2 separate regions of the Gossypium hirsutum genome follow, and region 2 is linked to region 1. The links are chromatin contacts, called in public Hi-C maps. All regions are on one chromosome and are shown on one strand. The core of a region is the stretch at or near the end of the contact, and the rest is flanking DNA. Distances in the headings are between cores, read along the strand shown. Region 1 holds the start of LOC107938163 (protein TSS). Region 2 holds the start of LOC107938165 (cytochrome c oxidase assembly protein COX11, mitochondrial).

Region 1 (4,484 bases), core at 1,772-4,271:
AATCAAAAGCTTATCACGTTTCAAAGCGTTTTAGATAAGCTGACATAAGTAATAACTTAAAAGAAAGGAAAATGAAAAACTGACCTTATCAAAAGCTTTACTAAGTTGGCGTAACAAATCAACAAGATTGTGACAGAGAATCCGCTGCTTCTCAACGCTATAAAAACCTTTCCGGCATGATTCCACGTGAACCAGCTTTCCATTGCAAAGCTTAATCTGGTCATTATCAAACAAATATATTACAGATACAAGAGAGACCGGAAGACACTGTATTGCCAAGAAGGAGAGGTTCAAGGACGAAGATCTCACGTCAAGGGAGAAGAGATGATCATCGGCTGAGATCTCCTCAACTTGCCGCTTGTTTGCCCTCCTTATAACTGAAAAGGAAAAGGAATAGTCGCTAAGCTAAGTTCAAACCGTACGCGAGGGAGCAAGAGAAAAATGCAAACAAATAAAGACGGAAACAATTATAGAGAGAAACAGTACATTGAAGAGGAGGAGCGAGATGAGAGAGGGAAAAGAAATCGTAGAAAGTGCCGAGGCTAGGGCAAGAATGGCTCATCTCTCCTTCTGCATCTACCGGCACGTCCTTCGTAGAAGATTTCGAAGCCGATTCCTTGTTCGCACCGGAGACGGATTTCTTAGCTGCTGCACAGCCTTTCTCCTGCGCAACCGCCGCATTCTTACTGGCGTCCGGCTTCAGCTGATCTTTGGCGGTGACAGATGAGCCGAAGCTCGCTGTGCAAGCCACAATATCCAGTACCCGTCTAACGTGCGCCCCTGCGCTCTCTTCATCATAATCATCTGGGTTTATTTTTTCAAATTTTAAAACACAGAGAAAGTAGCAGTTAGGTTTTTTTTTTTTTTGGAGGGAAATGAGACTGAAGTCGCGAGAAGCAAAAGTGTCTTTTCAGCGTATATTTTTTGTCTACGTCGTAACTAATCAACGTTTATAAAAATACATTTACATTTTTGCCCTCTTTAGCTTACCTTCCGTTAAGGTTAATACGCACGGTCTGAGCGCCGAAACGTCCACGGTGTCTTTTAACCGCAGCCCTCTTACCTGTAACCGTTAGAACAGAAAAATTTTCATTTTAACCGCGGTTATTACTTATTTTCGAGTTTATAATAAAAACGATAATAATAAATGGAAAACAGGAATATGAAATTTTTAGTATATTAATTAATTTCATTATTATGAATATTTATGAAAACATTAATTTAAATAAATTTTGTATATAGTGCAAAATGAGATGCACCTTTCTTTTCTTCCTCTTCTAAAGAAGACGTAAACAAAATTACAGTCCATTATTTCGGAGACGGAAAATGATGGCCATGATATTTCCAAGAGCTATTTTATCAACTTGAACATGATCTGTGTGTCGTTTCTGCTGTCATATTCTTTTGAAGCTGACATGATTTTTCTGATATTTGGTCGAAAATTTATTAATTTTTAAATTAAATTATATAAAAGGGCCTAATAATTTTTCTAATTATAAAATAAAAAATTTGTAAATTAGTTTACCAAAAATTATTTGTACTAGAAATGCATGTACCCTCACGACCTTACCTCATGGGATAAGGAAAAGTTTGTGATGTTGCAGGCCTCCGTATTCACCGATAAAAGACGACGTACATCTAGTATCCTGTCTGTCGATATCCCCTGCCCATTTTTATTTGCAAATTATAAAATTTACCCCATTTGTAAAAAGAAAATTAAATAATAATGATAATTCTAAAAAAAATTGTAGCGTATTGTTATATCCTGCACATATTTATATATTCAACATATTAGCAACCAACTCCATTTCAAAGGTCGAAAAGATAAATATTATCTATTCTTGGAATATACTAAGTCGCAATTAAATTTAAAATTAAAACGAATTCTATTTTTTTAAATAGAAGATAAATTCTTCCAAATTCCAAACTTCATTTAAAGAAGCTCAACTCAAAATAAAAAATAAAAATTTAAAGCTTAACTGCTTTCCATTTCCATAATTGGTTGAGATATTTAATTTCTGAGAATTGGGACCCAAAGAATTATTAATAAAATGGTTGCTGACGAAAAGACGATTGTGTAGCGAAATCCAGCTCCAAAAGCATGAAAAACGAAAAGAGGCCTCTTAAAATTTAAAAGAAAACGCGCACACATACACGCACATGGTGCCACGATGATAAACAAAATCGCTAAGGGAGGCTCAAGAACATGAAAATGAAAATATTAAAAACACAGGGACCAACCTTGAGAATAACATGAGTTTCATCGGGGAGGTGTACGGTGATGTCCATCACCACCGGCAGAACTGCAAACAAAATGAAAAAAGGCCCGCGCCGGGCAGGGCGGGGCGGGGCGCCGCGGTTAAATTTGAGTAATTTATCAAATACGATTAAGAAATACTAATAGAGTAATACCCTTCTCTTCCTTCTTCTTATTCTCTCCTTTGGCCTTTCCTCGGCTGTTCCTTGGAGCCATTTTCAACCTTGGGGTAGATGGGGATGGGAACTGGGAATTTCTAACTTTAAGCTCTTTTAGATAAGATATTTATAGCTGCACGCCTGTACCAAGAAAATGAATCCTGTTACGTATCGTCATCTTCATAAACAAAAAATTAATCAAACGATAAAACATATTTGTAAAAAGCAGGTTTTGGAGTATAACCCAATTCTTATTTTAATTCCAATATAACATATAAATGGCAGAAACCAATCGAAACTAGCTTTCTATGCAGAATTTTTTTCCCGACGTATATGAACTTTGGAACTAGTTAAGATTTCAATGGTTACCAAGCAGCAGCAGCAGCAAAAAACAGATGATTTTTCCGAGACTTGAAGGTTGAAGAACAGAGATAGAATAGTTTTTTTTAATAAAAAGCTGGAAAAAAGGAAGGTATTTCAGCTATGGGATAACGAAGAGGGCATAACCGTTGAAGCTCTCATCCGCGGTGGGGGCAATAGAAAGAGATGATATAAGAGAGGGTTTTGAGGTATGATAAGGAAGGAAGGGCGGAGATTTAACAGTCAGATGAGTATATCCCATTTTATGGCAGTTTCTGGGCTTATACACTGATAATCACTTTCTGGGAATTTTTAAAAAAAAATTAATTATTATTAGTAGCAGTATATTTTAAAATAGAATTTTTTAATGAAATAATAAAAAATAATAAAATTAATACTGAAATAGGATAAACACCTTATTAATTATCAAACTAGGCCAAATAAACAGTATATATCATCCCACCAATTGCTCCAGCAACCCTCATCTTCCCTATCATCAATGCTTACAAGGACGAAGTCAAAAAAATTTTTTACGGGATTTGGTAAAATTTTAATTTGTTATAGTTTATATCTTTATAATTTGTAAAGAATTAAATTGAATATTTATAATTTTAGAGGGTCAAAGTGTAATTTTATATTTATTAATTTAAAATTTTTAAAAAAATTTAAGAGTAAAAATTAATTTTACATTTTAGGGTGACGGGGCCCATACCAGCTCCTGGCTTCGCCCCTGATTGCTTGAATCATTAAAATTTTAAATATTTAATTTTTTATACCTAGAAAAATATAATTTAAAACGGTGTATTTTTTTCGCCTGAAATACTGGTGCCGCGAATTGCTCAGGTAGCACTTAAAAAAAGTATATAATCTTTTAAATTTTAATGATTCAAGCAATCATTGACGGTAGGAAAATTGAGTGCCACTAATTGTTTAGGCGACATCGATGATATAATGCTCATTTTGCATAGTCTGGTAAATAATAGGATGTTTATCCTATTTTAATATTTATTTTATTATTTTATATTATTTAAGTGAAAAACCCTTTAAAATATAAAAAAATAAATTTACATGTAGTCATTTACATATTAAGTTATTATATATGATGAGGCTAACTAGTTAAAAATATAATAATTATATTTATTTTTAATAAATTTTAAAATCTATATTGTTCCTTTTGTTGTGATTATGTTAGTGTTTTTATTTCTTTTATATTTTTATAAATTAATAAAAATTTATACATGATGAGATTTGAGCTAAATACATTATTCATATCGTTTTTTTCATTTGTCATTTAAACTAAATCAATTTTTAATTTTTATTTAAAATTTTTATAAGTTATGTCTATGTTTTAAATTTTTATATATTTATACATATGAATAATGTTGTTGGTTAAATTGTTGTCGTAAGCCAACTTGACACTAATGCAAGATTGTTGACAATATCATTATAAATAATTTTAATGCATTTAGTATTTTTAATATGATATATTTACATGTTTAATTTTCATTTTATTCATTTAATATAATTTTTTATTTTAAGATTATATACATTTCATGTGTTATTTTTATTAATCAATCTCAAATAATATATTTCATTATTTATTGTATTTATCTTTAAAAATAAATTTATATTTTAAATCGTTATTTTCATGCACATATACATATGATAAATCTTATAATTATTTATAAATTAATAGGGTTGTATTTCAA
Region 2 (4,275 bases), core at 146-2,645, 180 kb after region 1:
CCATTCATGTCCCAAGCTCAGAAAAATTATTTTTTTAAAGCCTGACACAATCATCAGGTAATGACGGACAAAAACATAAGGTGGTGCCGACCATTGGATTCTCAAAACCCAAACTTACTGTTTATTTAATGTAATTTTAGCGAATACTTTTGAACCAGAGTTATTTTTGTAAATATTAATTTTTTTGAATTAAATGGATAAAATAGCCTAGAATTGAAGTATAAAGCCGCCGAATAAGGAAAATATTAAATTTAAGGCTTTTAAGCCTTTAGTTAAATAAAAAAAACTTTAAATTTTGATAAACTCTAAAAAATAAAGCATTTAATTTAAATATTTTTAACTTTCAACTTTAAATTTTATAATTTTATTTAGCCCCTAAAAAAATTTATTGGTTGGCCTCTGTAAACAACCTAATGCTATTGCCTTCTTCCCCATCAAAAATTGCCTTCAAAAACTCCAAATAAATATCCATTAACCCGCTCAGAGATTCTTTGTTCCACCATGTGAACACATTCTTCTCTTTTTAAGCTACGTCAACAAAACTTTTAGACCGGCTTTAGATGACCAGTTGGCTCCAATGCGATGTGGTTAGCACCTTAAACTGGATTGAAGAGTTGTTTTGAAACAAACTCCAGAGTCTCTCAATCTTTCTCATTGACCTTTACCCCTCCATTGTGATTTTCCATTTCCATCTCAACCTTCTATTTCCCCCTACGCTTTTTACATTTTGGTTATTCCTTCCTCCTTCGAAAGCTAATGGCATTCACTTGTTCCTTTAAATCACCTTTTTCATTATTTCATTTTGTTATTTATTTTGCAGATTACCAAATAAATGATTGCATAAATTTGTTTTCATATGATAAAGTAATAGAAAAATATTTATTTATATAATTAGTACAAGTGAACTAGAAAAATAAAGAAAAAAATTGTTCCAAAAAATACTATCATTGTTGATAATTTTTATTTATTAAAAATAATATTTACCATTATAGTAACTAATTTACTGTTACTACTAGTTTTTAACCACATAAAAATTAATTTTACAATCCTTTGTAATAGAGGACAAAAAAAAACAAAGATTAAACTATTAAAACTTGAAAAATGGTCGTGAAAAGTGAAATTATTGAAAATGGAAAATTTAAGGTATACTTATTTATGGTTCAGGTTGAAGATCAGTTTAAAAAGCGAAAGTGTTTAATTAAAAATATAGTTTCGAAAAATGAATTTGAACAAAAAAAATCCGTTTAGAAAATGGGTCGAACCTTAAGTAAGGTTTTCTGTCTAAGCCAAGCCTAATTTTCCAAAAAAAAAAAACCTTACTTTTTTATTGTTGTTTTCCTTTTGTTTTACTTCATTTAACTGTAACAGCATGTTTGGTTGCCTCTAATGCTACACCATTATAGGTGAACTCAGTGGCCCATCCCTATTCCATTGTTTGGTTTGTTGTAATAGGCTATTACAGCCCTATTCTATACAGTCTGATTCAAGGCAAAACTGTCGTTTACCATTCGGCACTCTATCCACGGAACACCCATTCAGCGTGTGTGAGTTTCAACTTTACCCTTCTCCCTCTTTTTCGTTCTCACGTCTGAAGCAACTTCTTTTTTTTCATTCTTCCCATTTCCTTCCAACCTTCTCCTCTTTTTCATTGTCACGTCTGAATCATCTTCTTTTTTTCATTCTTCTTCCCATTTCCTTCCAACCATCTCTCTCTTTTTCATGCTTATATCCTGACCAACCCTTTGACAAACCCTATTGTTTAGTTTTATTTTTCCCTTTGCTCTCGTCTAGCTTCCTGTGAAGGCTAAAACGGTTCCTTTCTTTCAGCTACCCACGTTTTCAAGCTTCCAACTTTCCCAGAAGCCCCAAGGCTGAAACCGAGGAGAAGACGCTACAAATACTAATTTGGGATTCCATCTTCAGTTTTGGCTAATACCCTTTCCAAGGTATAAAGCTCTCTTTATTAATTTCATCATTTTATTTCAAGCTTTATGTCCTTAGTTCTGATATGGGTTACTTTTATTCGACTCGTTCATGCTCAAAATTTGGTCCTTTTTGAGTAAATTAGTCGATGCTTTTGATTAGTTTGATAGTGGGTACCATATCATATGTTTCTTTTATGTGAAACACTGCTTTGCTCCTTTGAATTTGGAACTGGTAGACTGTTGTTTGCCTTTAGTCTGCTATATATATATGCTGTGGAAAAGTTATTGGCATTTGTGCTATTTTTTATCCTATCCTTTTACTATTTTCAGGCTTTTCTTCTTTTCTTTTTTCTATTGGTTTTCAACCAGAACATATACTTGTTTTCTTTAGAGTGTTGAAGAAAAGATTGCTCGGCATGAAAAAGATGGGACAGTAGTAACAAGGTGTGCTTTCTAGGCTTTGGATGTAAAAGCTTATCTTCATCTATATTTTTCATGATTATCATCGTAATGTCCTTTTCTGTTAATTTTATTGTGATTCTATTTCAATGCTTAGTTTTTGTACTGTTTTATGTGTTAAACCTGGTTCTGTGGTTTGCTTCTGCTTGTAACATTCTCAGTTCTACTTTTTGACATTTTCTGCTTAGATATATATATGTTTCTTTGGTTAGTTGTAATCATGATTATTTATTATTATTATTGTTTTTAAAGTGTTTTAGAGCATGAAGTCATTCCCTCAATGAGAAACCGGTTACCATTCTTCTTATTAAAAAAATGATGGGAAAACGTTGAAACTTGTTTGTTGCAAGAAACATTTGAGTATGATGGGGAAATAACTTAAACCAATAATGGTCTTAGTATGTTATTTCTGAAATAAATCAAGAAGGGAATGGGATGTTTTATGAGGTAAAACCATAAAAGGTGTCATAAGACAGATTGCAGGGTATCACTCCCTTCCGATTATACTCTTTATTTATATATAGATGCGACTTTTTTACAAAAGGGTAACAAATAGGAATGAGGTGGTAAATTTTAGTATCATTCATCATTTCACATCAGCCAGTTTGTTCAATTCAATTCATGCATTTCTAAAGATGCTATTATGAAGCTGTTAGACTTGCATCACGATATGATCTTTCTTGTACTTCTATGCCTTTGTTTGAGAAATTTTCTCTTATCCTTTTAGGGAGATAGTAGTGTAATTCAATGCTGATGTGGCGGATGGAATGCCCTGGAAATTTGTTCCAACTCAAAGAGAGGTTCTTAACTTCTCTGCTGTTTTGGGGCACTGTAAAGTGCTTCTTTTATCAATTATTTTCTTTTTTTTTATTTTTCTGCTAGGTGGGAGTCAAGCCTGGAGAAGTGCTCTTGCTTTTTATATTGCTGAAAACTGAAGTTCAAAACATAACTGGTGTCTCTACTTATAACGTCACCCCAATGAAGGTACTGATACTTACTCATGCTCCATTATGAAATTTGGATCTTTGAAATTTGTTATTTCTAAAGTTAAGTTATTGGTGTTTGTTTAGATCTTTGTCAACCTCTCAAATGTTATTTGGTTGTGTGAGCCGTTAGGCTTTTTAACCATTTCTTGCTAGCTTAGGTTTGACTTGTGTTGTTTAGGCTTGAATTATGTACATGATTTAGTAGTCTTCCTTTCAATATTATTGTTCAAATAATTTATTCTTTGTCATATTCTTGTTACTACATTTCTAGTTTGGATTGAGAAAATTGTCTGCTGAGCTCTGCTACTCATTTATCCTCTTGTGCATGTCATAGATTCCATGACATACACTTCCTTTTCTCTTTCTCACTCCATGTCTAAATTTATTTCTAGAATTTTTTAGTGGAACCCGCATGAGTCTATGCGTAACCTCTTATAAAGCATGTTTGAAGGTTTCCGGTATCATTACTTTATATTTATAGTTTGCCATTGGGGCTTCTAGGTGTCACAATAGGAGAATCTGCAATATTGTTTTTCTAATGGTCTTAGCCAGGAAGAGTCTGTATTACAACTGTTAATTTAATCGGAATATTTCTTGATAAGGGTATCTTCAAGTTTGAGATAAAATTATTGCAATCAACTCTTGTTTTAATTTTCCTTTTGCAAGCAAAAAAGGAAATAATATTTATGTAAGATAAGCCTAAAATATCCAATAGCTAAGATAGAATTCTAATCCTGAAGGTGGGCCCGTGAGGCAGGTTAAAGCTCACTTTCGAACCACACAGTTGTTTTCATATGTTTGTATCAATACTTGGCTTTCTTTATCCTCTAATTTTTTTATTTTTTATTTTACATAGTTTGATTATCCTTTTCTACAAATTGGATGACCAAAGAAACATTAGGTGA

Evidence for each region. Hi-C and Micro-C count contacts between places; a contact is called where the count stands out from the background.
Region 2: a contact with region 1 is called in a Hi-C map of leaf, with 4 times the contacts expected there. The contact joins the promoter of LOC107938165 here to the promoter of LOC107938163 in region 1. A contact is called at or near these places in 16 of 34 Hi-C or Micro-C datasets (anther, callus, fibers and 4 more).

What each region holds. Positions count from the first base shown.
Region 1 is chrA08:101,787,707-101,792,190 of Gossypium_hirsutum_v2.1, forward strand. It overlaps LOC107938163 (protein TSS), which reads right to left and starts at 3,022. Exons shown (of 27, transcript XM_041074598.1): 1 at 2,785-3,022; 2 at 2,413-2,556; 3 at 2,242-2,303; 4 at 1,571-1,663; 5 at 991-1,063; 6 at 487-804; 7 at 310-377; 8 at 85-216. The coding sequence starts at 2,473.
Region 2 is chrA08:101,964,920-101,969,194 of Gossypium_hirsutum_v2.1, forward strand. It overlaps LOC107938165 (cytochrome c oxidase assembly protein COX11, mitochondrial), which reads left to right and starts at 1,396. Exons shown (of 6, transcript XR_005899676.1): 1 at 1,396-1,544; 2 at 1,828-1,946; 3 at 2,317-2,369; 4 at 3,112-3,368.